Linked DNA regions of Mus musculus: all the other regions are linked to region 1. A link is a contact called in public ChIA-PET and HiChIP or PLAC-seq data. All regions are on one chromosome and are shown on one strand. Each heading gives the region's core, a stretch centred on a gene start, on an enhancer-like site or on the middle of the called end of the contact. The rest is flanking DNA. Distances are from core to core; before and after follow the strand shown.

What was found. ChIA-PET counts read pairs in DNA pulled down with a chosen protein or histone mark. HiChIP or PLAC-seq counts read pairs in DNA pulled down with a chosen protein or histone mark.
Region 2: an RNA polymerase II ChIA-PET map of memory CD8 T cells shows a contact between it and region 1, with 7 read pairs. The contact joins the promoter of Vps39 here to the promoter of Mga in region 1. A contact is called at or near these places in 2 of 115 datasets of contacts at active chromatin or transcription factors (bone marrow-derived macrophages and memory CD8 T cells).
Region 3: an H3K27ac HiChIP or PLAC-seq map of microglia shows a contact between it and region 1, with 5 times the contacts expected there. The contact joins the promoter of Ehd4 here to the promoter of Mga in region 1. A contact is called at or near these places in 6 of 39 promoter capture datasets (the HPC-7 cell line, cranial neural crest, erythroid cells and 3 more), 3 of 484 Hi-C or Micro-C datasets (CD4 T cells, LSK cells and neutrophils) and 3 of 115 datasets of contacts at active chromatin or transcription factors (bone marrow-derived macrophages, memory CD8 T cells and microglia).

Annotation. Positions count from the first base shown.
Region 1 is chr2:119,895,426-119,899,474 of GRCm38.p6, reverse strand. Mga (MAX gene associated) reads right to left here and starts at 2,247. Exons shown (of 24, transcript NM_013720.2): 1 at 2,129-2,247.
Region 2 is chr2:120,350,904-120,354,952 of GRCm38.p6, reverse strand. It overlaps Vps39 (VPS39 HOPS complex subunit), which reads left to right and starts at 1,816. Exons shown (of 25, transcript NM_178851.4): 1 at 1,816-2,038. The coding sequence starts at 1,966.
Region 3 is chr2:120,152,699-120,156,747 of GRCm38.p6, reverse strand. It overlaps Ehd4 (EH-domain containing 4), which reads left to right and starts at 2,173. Exons shown (of 6, transcript NM_133838.4): 1 at 2,173-2,508. The coding sequence starts at 2,273.

The sequences.
Region 1 (4,049 bases), core at 998-3,497:
CAGCCTTTCCTCATCAAGCATTTACCTAGATTAAAGTACGGGTTGGAAAGGGCCTTAAACTAAGTTGTAAAGAGAGAAATTCCTGGGCTAGAGAGATAGTTCAATGGTTGTTAAGAGTACTGATTGCTCTTCCAGAGGTCCTGAGTTTAATTCGCAGCAACCGCATGGTGGCTCACAACCATCTGTAATGGGATCTGATGCTTTCTTCAGATCTGATGTGTCTGAAGACAGTGACAATGTACTCGTATAAATTAATCTAAAAAAAAGAGAAATTCTCAGTCCCCCCACTACACATATTCACACTCTCTAACAGACGTCATTTAAAACAATGTAGCAAGATGCATTAATTGTAACTTTGGGAAATTTTTATTATAATGGTCACCCTGATACAACCCATAAAACACACTATGTAGCAACCCAATTAAATGATTTACATACTCAACTACACCAAGTCAAAATTCGAAATCAATATATTACTTTTAAAACACAAATTTCAAATGATGGTCAACACATTCTAAATGTTGCCCATGCTAACCATGTCCTTTTAAACGATAAATGTACTACTATACAGGAGGCTCACTATGGTGTTTGTCTTTTGATTAAATTAAATCGCATTTTGAAACTCAAATTTTTTACATATCTCCATTTGTAGGTATTAATCTGAAACAATTCAAGTTAACAAGCTTTTAGTTGCCTATGGGTTACTAAGTAGAACCTGAAAAACTAACCTTTACTGCAGAAATGGACAGCAAATTTGAAATAAATATGCCAATGCACCCAGGGAATGAAATTTCAGGTCTTTCACTTGTGTTGCAGTTAAGTGGACACAACTTACTACCTATGTATAAAAAAATAAAACAGCCTCCAGTTACTCGCTTTTCAGCTAGCCACAAACATGAAAAAAATGTCGCAAAGAAAACTCTTCCAGGGTAGAGTCCCAAGGATCACGTGCAGCCAGGCGGAACCCTGTGTTCCTAAGGCTGTTCAGCCGCTTTCGGTTACCTTGGAGACTACACAACTAGTCACCCCGCCAGCCCATTTCCCAGCAGTCCTCTCGCTACTCTCCTGCACCTTAACTGCAGCAGCGTCGTGCGCAAAAAGCCAGCAAGACAGGCAGAGTTGACCAAGCACTTGGACACGCAAGCTTGGCAAGCTCAACAACACCCACAGACTGAGCATAAGTGAGCCCTAACTTCTCAAGATCCACGTGTCGGCTTCGGCGACGCGAACAAGAGTGGGTCTCCCTCAGACGGAGATTTTTCCCGTTCTACTAATCAAGCCACTCTTCAGGCACTCTTCACCCATGCCTGCTACCATCCTTTTGCCAGAGAAAAAGAGACATTCTTGGGGAACGAAAGAGAAGGCTAATGCCCTTGCGCACCTTACACTCGACTCAAAGACGTACTTGAAAATTCAACAGAAACGGGAAGTCCTATGGACAGAAAACCAGTCAGGTTACCCCAGAAAGAGAAAAAGGAACCACCACCTGTTCCCTACCTGTTTTCTCCGCCTTCGAATTAGCACTTACAAATCACAGCTCCTTTGTTTACAAAGTTCTCACTCTCATTCAACTCACTCATCGCCCCCTCATTAAATTCGGGGCCTTGCCTCAATTTGACCCGAAATTACACGCTAGGAAATGTTTGAATAGGTGTCAAAACACTGCATCCAGTTCCTTGGAGAAACAGACATTGGTTGTTTCCCTCGGAGAGTTGAAACTCAGAGAGCTGAACTCTTAAAACCTGTGCTTATTCCATCGATAACCAGGCTAGAAATCGTCACGCGGAACGTGCCATGCTGTTCAACACCCCACGCACGCGAGGGCAGGGCCGTGCCGTAGGCACTTCTCACCCCGCCCGCCTCGTGGTCTCGGTCTCCGGCGTCGATGTTCCTAGTTAGTTCTCCGAGCGACACGGAAGTGAGGTCGGGGAGGCGTGCGAGATGACATGCGCAACTCGCTCAAGGGACCAAAGGCTGCACAGCGTAAGGCCCAGCCAGGCCCAGGCGTGCGAAGCTCTCTCTGCGGAACGCTGGGCAAGCCGTTCAAATACACAAGTGGTTTAAACTCAAAAAAACTCCAATCGGGCCACTATTGAAGCGACGCCCTCCACCCAGGCCCGAGAGTTACCGTGCGGGGCGTGGCCGGCCTCACCCCGAGTCCTTCACATCCCTCTAGGGGAGGGTTATTCTGAAGGGTTCGCACACCGTGTGTCCGCTTCAGCTGAAGAGCCTGCGCACGCACCGGATGTCCACGTCACTGCGCACGCGCTCCTACCAGCTTGGAGCCGACCGCGCAGGCGCATAGGGAGGCGCGAGCAGCACCTCTTTGCCCCTCCCCCAACATCAGGAGGCCAAACAGCCCGGAGCAGCGTCAGGACCCTTGGGTTCCGCCCACGGAGCCGAAGCCGTAGCCTTTTCGCATTTTAGTAATCCAGAAAGAACTTATGAAGCTTCCAGAATCAGGAAAGGAGAGACAGGAGAGAGGTACACAATACGCTCAATCCTGTATTCGAAGCCTTCGTGAAAATTCTGAAACCACTGCCCTCCAGGCCTTTCCCAACAAGACTCTTCAGCCTTTCCCAGAGACTTCTCACCGGCCCCGCCCCTGCCGTACCCAGCCCCACCCACATGAAGCTTCATAGACCTCCTGGCTTCGCAAATCCTTCAAAAAAAAAAAAAAAAAAAAAAAAAAAACGGAGGACCTCCTGTACAAAGTGCTATGGGGTTGGAAAGTACCAGAACACTGGAAAAGCTTGAAGCAAACACCACGAAAGAAGAGTAAGCAATTTTCCAATATTCGCCAACAAAGAACACTAGGAAAATTCGAGAAAGCCTTGTTGAGCGCAGAGAATGGAAGTTTATGCCTATATTCTCAACACTGAGGCTGAAGCAGGATTGCTGCGAGTTCGAGGCTAACCTGAATTCTATAGTGAGTTCACGTTCCAGAGTAGGCTAGGCTGCCAAGACACCGTGCTGGAATGAAAAGCAAAGCAAAGAAAGGTTCTATAAAGGAAAAAGAGCTGCCACTAAATTGCCTGATACCAAGATGAAAGATGTCTTAAAAAGAAATGGTCAAGAATATTTTTGTTGTTGTTGTTGCTTCTTCAAGACAATGAAGCTTAAAAATGTAAAGAAAACATTAACCAACAATGTATATTTTTGTTGTTGTTGTTGCTTCTTCAAGACAATGAAGCTTAAAAATGTAAAGAAAACATTAACCAACAAGTATGTCAGACAATTGCCAAACTAAGTCAGAGAGCAATAATTCTCAACCAAACATCAAAAATTTTAGGTTTTTTTCTCTACCATTTACTACTTTCATGCTGCTAACCTACCAGTAAATGTTTAAAGTGAAAAGGAGTAATTACGAAATAATTAAGTAGAAAACATAAAATGCAGTCCATATTCCCAAACTTTTCACTCTCAAGAGATAATAGAAAAACTTATTTTGTGCTAAGTGACAATACAAACACTTTGAAGGAAACCAAGAATGTAAGGATGGAGCCAAGAGGAAGGACAAGGATAGCCAACAGGGTTGATCTGACTTGCTTCGTTTCACTTAGCTATTTATTCCTGAGGAGATACGCAACACATAGGCAGAAACTGAACTAAAGTTTACAGACTTCTGAAATCCATGATTCAGGAAAACCATTCAAGATCTTAGAAGACTGAAAACCATTTCTTTAACACGTTCCTCTTCTCTGACTCAAGAACCTTTCCTACTAAACCAAGATGCCTTCTCGAGGGTTATAATGGTTTCTCAAAAAAATCTCATTTTTCTGAGACTAAAATTTGAGTTTATTTACTAGTAAAATGTCTGCCCCTAAGGTATGAATGACTCGGTAGCATCTCAAAAAAAGACAACCCAAATAGCATCTCTAATTGGAAAAATCTACGAGAACAACTTGCATGGGAAAGTACAACAGAAATGCTCTTTGGTGCTCTTTCCCTGCTCCAAGCAAACATGAAATACCAGATTTCAATTTTCAACAATTACTGATTTTCATTACTGAGTAGCTAGTTTCCTGAGCATATTGTCAATCACTTTC
Region 2 (4,049 bases), core at 567-3,066, 460 kb before region 1:
GAATTGCCTACAGGCTAATCTGATGGAGACATTCCTTTTAACTGAATTTCCTAAGTAACTCTAGCTTATATCATGTTGACAAAAAGCTAACCAGCACATCATAGTAAAATGTTAATAGCATTTAGGGAACATTTCTCTACAGCTTTTTGCTGTGGTGGCTTTTTGAAATCTACCTTAGGTAGAACCCTTAAAGAACAATAATAGGAAATAAGGTATTGTCTTAAGGTTTTACTGTTGTGAACAGACACCATGACCAAGGCAAGTCTTATAAGAAACATTTGATCAGTTGATCCCATTCTGGATTGATTGAGTCAAACGGATGTTTTAGTAATGTCTCCAGGTGCAGTGGCCTGAAACATTTGATCAGTTGATCCCATTCTGGATTGATTGAATCAAACGGATGTTTTAGTAATGTCTCCAGGTGCAGTGGCCTGGAGGCCAGGACAATGACTCTGTAAAGTGTTTGCCACACAGCATGAGGATCCGGGTTCGTTTGGATCCGTGTCATCCATGTGACAAAGCTAGTGCCCTTAACACTGAGACTAGAGACAGGTGGGTCCCTGGAGCTTACTGGCTTGCCAGTGAGCTAGGCTGGCTAGTTGTAAAAGGGGTGGATATGTCTCAGAAACGAGCAAACAAAAACACAGGCCATTTCTCATAATGTGGAAAACAGCTGAGGAAGACATCTATCTGACCTCTGACCTGAAACATTGGTCAGTAACAGTGGCTCGCCAGAAGTGCTTACCAGATTGCATCTTCATTAATGTATCTGACCTTTGGGCGGGCTTCTCTAACATCTCTTGCAGGTAGATTCTGAGGTTGCTTCCCAACATCCTCCAGTGCACACATAACAGTCCCGTATGCAATCCCTAGGGGATTATGCCCGGGCTAAGGAACATTAGCCTATAATGGCTTTCCTGTTCAAGTGTATGAACTTACTTGAGTTCATACTACTCTCCAAAGTTTGAGTAAAGTTGGAATGAGGTCTGAGCCTGAATTTTTCAAAACTTGCTTGACTAGGCACTAGGAGAGAATCACTGGTCTACAGCTTTAACAATGTAAACCTAAGGTACAACTAAGAATTAGCTGAAATGTAATGATGGTACTGAAGCAATCTATTGACTGGCTAGAGTGTGTCAGACTTGACAGATGTTCACGATTCTAAGCAATCTTATTTTGAAGAAGGTTTTGCAGAGTATGAAAGTAAGGCCTGCAACAATCTATTTCCAAAGAAAAAGAAAAGCCAAATTTCCTAAGTGGTATATCTCCAACCCAAGACTGACGCCAAGGCAGAAGTTCCTTTTTCCTCCGTGGTTGGGAGGGCTGGTTTTTGAGACAGGGCCTCATGTATCCTAGGCTGGCTTCAAACTTGATACGTACTGAAGATAACTCTGAACCTCCTGCGTCCTGGGATGTCAGGCTGCCATCTCTCCTGACACGCAGCCCAGTGAGCTAAATTCCTCTTTATCGCGAGGTCTTCACTAAGTTGACTGCCTAAAATCAGTTTCTCGGGCTGGCGAGATGGTTCAGTGGTTAAGAGCACTGACTGCACTTCCAAAGGTCCTGAGTTCAATTCCCAGCAACCACATGGTGGCTCACAACCATCTGTAATGGGGTCTGATGCCCTCTTCTGGTGTGTCTAAAGACAGCTATAGTGTACTCATATAAATAAAACAAATAAATAAATCTTTAAAAAAAAAAAAAAAAAGATCAGTTTCTCTTCTACCACCACAAACACCAAGGGACTCTGAGCAGCTGGTATGGATGTGAACTCGGGTTGGGGGCGGAGCTTCTGCTGCGGAAGGGGCGGGCTTAAGGCAACAGGAAGTCCGGCGGCGAGGATGGAGTTGTTGCTGAAGGCCCTGTAGCAGGGGTCCCTGGTGGAATACGAGTCTTCCCTGTTTTCGGACGGCAGGCTCCTCCCAGCAGCAGGGGCGGGACAGTGGCGGTGAAGCTCCCGCAGCCATGCATGACGCTTTCGAGCCGGTGCCGATCCTGGAAAAGCTTCCCCTGCAGATCGACTGCCTGGCTGCCTGGGGTGAGCCGCGGGGCCTCGGGTCAGGGAGGCAGCGGCCCCTCACGCCGAGCTATAGAGAGGCAAGGCGTCTGACCCTGTGGGTGGGCTGCGGACGCAGGCTGTCAGAGAGGGCGGACGTGACTGGACCCCGGGCGGCTTGCGTGATTGCTAAGGACAGTCCATTTGTGGACGCTCCGCGCTCTCTCTTGTGCGCTATGCAGTTGGAGGCTGAGCTCACATTATTAATGTGCTCTGTTGGGGCCCATTTCGGTTCCCAAGAAGTCTTGAGTGAAAAGGGCAAAGCCTGCCAGGTGCTTCACCTTGTTAAATGATTGCGGTGTGTTCTAGGTGACAGACAATGTTAGCACCGTATGCTTCAGAGCATTTAGTGTTCACTTAGTTTATTTTTCCTTTTAGTAGTTAGCTCATATAACTACCTTATGTCGTGAGGTGCCCAAGTTACCTGACTGAAGTGGAAGAGCATCATAACAGATTGCTGTGAAACCTGACCCATGCGACCTTGTATACTTTTTCTTGGGATTGACCAATGCAGAAAGCAAGGTCAGCATCCTTCATGTTTTCTGGAGTTCAAGAACGTAAATCTTGGCTCTCAGGCTACATCGAGTGCTTTTCTATGCATCGTTATTACCCATAACAGGCTACGTAAAAATAATTCAGTCTTTTCTGTTAATGTCCATGCCCTAAATATCAAGAAACATCAAGGGCCCATACAAAGGTAAAGTTCAGAATCTGTACGTAGAGTTTACCCTAAGGAAGGCACCACGATGGACCACAAGGAAATGTTGATGGTGACCAGTGTGCCGAGCATCTGTTGCTAGCGCTTCCCAGGCATCCTTGCAGGTTCTTTGTGGCCTCCTTAGAGGGATTCACATCTTTTTTTTTTTTTTTTCCCTGTGCTCTTCTTTGAGCAGCCCCTAGCCTCTGTAAAATAGTACCTCCAATGTAAACTGATGTAGTCCTTTGAATTAGGGAGAGAATAGAACCCAATTTCCTACAGCCATCTCAAGAAAACCTCATTTCCTGGAGGAAAGTGCTCTCAATAGAGAATAATACATGGAGGGGTTCATTTCTCTTTTGTTTCATTAAATATGTTCTGGATACCCACCTGTACCGTTCTCTCTACTATGGACAGGAATACAAGGATGAATGAGAAATAGTATCTGTGTACCCAGAACACTTTGGGGGTCAAAAGCATGAGGACAGGTTATGACACCAGATAGATGATACCAGAAGTGTGTGCTACCTATTTCAACACGTAGGGCAGGTATTCAGTTCAGTCTAAGGCAGAACATCCAAGCAAGATGAGTGCAACTGCCTGCCACACACTTGCCTTAGCGTGTCACAGTCATTGACTGCTCCTCTGAGAGAGACTCATTGACTCCACATTGTCAGAGTAAAGAGGCCACTTAGCTCAGCTCCTCAAGACCAGCTTGGGAATGATAAGTGGCTTTTGTCCTGCTTTGACCCCACACCAAACAGGAGAAATGCCCGGTCCCCTCGGCTACTAAGGTCGCTGCTGGAGTACAGGAAGGTTGTTCACTTTCAGGCTTTAGATAATAACTATTGCTGCTTTAGCACTAGCAATTATTGCTACTTCTAGTCATTGTACCTTTTGTGTATGTTGGTCTGGAAAGTTCATCTAGCAATCAGAACATGAAGACCCAGACAAAATTTAAGCTGAAAGACTGGCATAATCTGTCTCTCTTGTGGGCAACAGAAATGAGGACATTGAAGGTTTCCTTGAGCTCCAGTTATAGAATCCAGCTGCCTTTTTGGCATTGGGATGTCTAATAGCATGACCCTAACAAGACAATTTTTGGGGTTTTGATGTCTTTTAAAAAATGTTAAAAAGCGCAGAAATATTATGAGAATATATTTCTGATTTAATCCCAGGTTTGTAGTATGGGGCCGCTTCAGACTGTCCACTGCAGCTGACTATGATTTGCCTTATGCATGGGGTGTGATTTTGCCTTTGGTTCTGCAATTGTGTGACCTTTGGAATTCTGGGGAC
Region 3 (4,049 bases), core at 924-3,423, 260 kb before region 1:
CATGGAGTGTACTCATACAAACTAAAACATGTCATAAGTCAAGATAAACTTACAAAAACTTGTTGCCTGTGGCTGAAATATCATTAGTTTATGTTCATTAGATAATTTTTGCATTAATACCACCGGGTCTTGATTTTCAAAGCTTTATTAGTCTTGAAATTAGGTAATATAAGAATTCCATTTTTGTTATATTTTACATTGTTGTATTTATTCTGGGAACTTCACATCCATCATGTGAAATTGAGAATCATTTTGTTAAGTCTGACTAAAACAAAAACCTGCTGAGGATTGCATTAAACGAATTGGGGAAAATTTTGTATCTTAATGTTGAGTCTTCTGGTCCACGAACAGGGTAGGTATGGGCAGTATGTTCAGGTCTCCATTTCTCTTAGAAATATATTTTGATTCTCAGCATATAGATCTGGTACATTTTATTTAGATTTAGCACTAAACATCTCTTTGTTTGGGTGCTATTCCAAGGCATGCAGATTTTCTACTTGAATGTCCAATTGTTGTTTCTAGCATGTAGATATATCTGGTTCTTGTAGCTAGAAACTTCACTAATAAGTTCACCTCCTAGAGACAGCAGCTTTTGGTCTGGATATACATAGTTTAGTGATTCTCCTACTAAAGGCCATCTTGGTTGTTTCCAAGTTTTAGTGACGAACAAAGCTGTCATAAACACCCTTGATGCCCTGCAGTGGCGGTGCATGCCTTTAATCCCAGCACTTGGGAGGCAGAGGCAGAGAGGCAGAGGCAGAGAGGCAGAGAGGCAGAGAGGCAGAGAGGCAGAGAGGCAGAGAAGCAGAGAGGCAGAGAGAGAGAGAGACAGAGAGAGAGGGGCAGAGAGAGAGGGGCAGAGAGAGAGAGAGAGGGGCAGAGAGAGAGGCAGAGAGAGAGAGGCAGAGAGAGAGAGAGGCAGAGAGAGACAGAGAGGCAGAGAGAGAGAGAGAGGCAGAGAGAGAGAGGCAGAGAGAGACAGAGAGGCAGAGAGAGACAGAGAGGCAGAGAAAGACAGAGAGGCAGAGAGAGACAGAGAGGCAGAGAGGCAGAGAGGCAGAGAGGCAGAGGCAGAGGCACAGGCACAGGCAGGCCGATTTCTGAGTTCGAGGCCAGCCTGGTCTACAGATGAGTTCCAGGACAGCCATGGCTACACAGAGAAACCCTGTCTTGAAAAATCAAAATAAAAGTAAAATAAAATAAAATAAAATAAAAATAAACAAATAAATAAAAAACCCAAACCAAACCAAACCCCACCACCACCACCACCAACAACAAAACCACCCTTGCTGCACTGGCAACACCTGAACGATCTTTAAAATGCAATTTTACAACTACTTGCTGAATCAGCTCTGCATTTCCACCAAGTTCAAGAAGTCATTCCCACACAATCTTTCTCCAAACTTTATGCAGACAAGAATCATCTGCAGGCATTTGTTGAGCTGCATCTCTCAACATTTTATTTGGTGGGTCTGTATCAAGAACTAGAGACCTGCATTTTAACAAGCCTCTTGGGTTATTCCTATGCAGCTGGCCTCATTGGCCACACTGAAAATGCGCTAACACTATTTCTCGCTTAGGATACACAGGTGATGGTCAATTATTTCTACTAGTGTCTAGCAGAAAGAGGCCTTTAATTGATCCAGAGTTGAATGGAGGCAGAAGTGTCTGCGCAAATAGATTGAAGTCCATTTTCTCTCCAATTTTTGCCAATTATATCGGTGAGCCTGAGTATCTTCGACAGTAGTAAACAGGGCAATAACCTGCCCCAGGAAAAGGAACTTGTCTGTCAACTTTCTGAGTTTTCTGTCCCCAGTATCCACGTCCGGAGACTTGGGATGAGTCGAGTTCCAGGAGGACAGCCTCCGGTGGTTCATTCTTGCCAGCTCAGACTTGCCCGGAAGCCAACGCCACCTGGCCAGAAGGATGTACCCGGGTAGACGCGCCTGTGTCACCCCGCCTGGACTACACCCTCTCCGGGATCAGCCCTCTAGACCGATGCCGTCATCAATAATTCAAGGATCGCCTTTCCATTGGCTAGAGCTTCCACCCAGTCGCTGGCAAACGCCCAATGAGGAAGGACCTGAGATCGCTGCTGAATAATGAGCGCGCGCCCGTGACGCAGCGGCTGATGATTGGTCGTTGCGGCAGGGGGCGGACCCAGGAGCGGGCGGCGGCGAGAGCTACTGTCGGGCACAGAGAGCGAGCGACGCGGGTTCTGGGGTTCTTACTGAAGTGCGGCGGCGGCGGCGGCAAGTTGTGGGGCGGCAGCATGTTCAGCTGGATGGGGCGGCAGGCTGGCGGGCGCGAGCGCTCGGGCGGCATGGACGCGGTGCAGACGGTGACGGGCGGCCTGCGCTCTCTGTACCAGCGCAAGGTGCTGCCGCTGGAGGAGGCGTACCGCTTCCACGAGTTTCACTCGCCAGCGCTGGAGGACGCCGACTTCGAAAACAAGCCCATGATCCTGCTGGTGGGCCAGTACAGCACGGGCAAGACCACGTTCATCAGGTAATTTGCCTCGTCGGCTCGCTACCCCTCCGCTAGCGCACGGCCTGCCCTCAGGTTACACTCCGAGCTTGGTGGCCCGTCGCCTTCCCGGGTCCCGTTTCCCAAGGCTCCCTCCCCTGAGACCGGCCCCCAGCGCGCTGCGAGCCCCTTCCTTGCTGTTGCCAAGGCCTTCCTTGAGCCTGTCACCCTGGCCTGGGAGTGCAGGAAAGGGAGAGAAGGCAAGGCTCATCATTAGTGCAACCTAGTGCTGAAAGTGATAATGAAGGAATGCGGCTCCTAGGTGGAGAGGTAACCTTCCAGCACAGTGAGAATGAATGAACGAACGAACGAATGAATGAATGAGTGAATGCCACAGTAGGAGTATTGCCATGCCCTAGGTGCCACGTTCCGCCACAGCGGCGGGGCTGCTATCATCCAGCTTTATGGTCTATAGGAAGTTAGCCTACAGTGTAGCTGCCTCACCAGCCTGTGGACTGAAGGGGAGTGTCAGGTTACTGTTTGCTAGTTTCCATTTCTTCACCCTTGACAAACTGAAAATATTTGTCACGGTCACTCTGTCTCCGGAAGCAATAACCGGCTTGCCCTGCAGTTCCAACCACACAGCTTCCTCTAGAGTGACTCGATGAGAAATAATTTACAATGAAACGGACTGCTTTTTAAATGAGGCGTCTATTTCCCTATCTTTGGGAAGAATCGACGTTCAAATCCTTATCAGACGAAGCAAAGTGACTGAACATTTAAGATCTGGATCCTGAGTTTTGGAATTAGAACACTCATCATCATTTGATGTTCAACAGGTGTTCAGAAAACTGCATCTGTCTTGGGGACATGCCATTTCTTTTAGGTATGACCTCCTTTTTTTCCCCTCCTGTGACCTAAAGAGTTCCAAAAAAATAGAAAAGTTGTCACTACAAGAAATATGTTAAATCCAGGCCTGTAGATACACTGTGAATGAACTCAACAAAGGCAATACACTGTAGTTTGAAATGTGAACGAAGAGAGGGGGAAAATAATGTTGAAATTATTTCATGTAATGCTTTTAAATTAGCTGAAAACAGTGTTGAATATGTTAACTCAGAAATGAACCTAGAAATATTACAGTAACTGACAGATGCAAAGGGCTAGTTGAGATGGTGCTTGCCTGTAATCCAAGGACTGGGGAAGCTGGATCATGGTTATTTTGCCTTCCAGGCCAGCCTGGGCTACATAACGCAATCTAGGATAACCCTGACTAGACAACAAAAGACCGTCTTCAAAACAACAGCAATAAGAACAGCAACAAAACCTAGGAAACAAAAACAAAATAAATGGCAAGCAGGTGGTACATTAAGGTCTTGGTAGTCGCAGTTGTGAATTATCAGGATAATATTACAGGAGTGAAGAGAGAACTTTTAAGCTTAGAGCAATAAGAGTATAGCATTTTAAAATGTACTGGTGGCAGATACACAGCAGTCCCACCATTTCCTCCTGTACGTGCCATGGGCCTCACGGTACCTATGCATAATTAGGGAGCCTTTCTTGATTCTGTACTGACCTAGCCT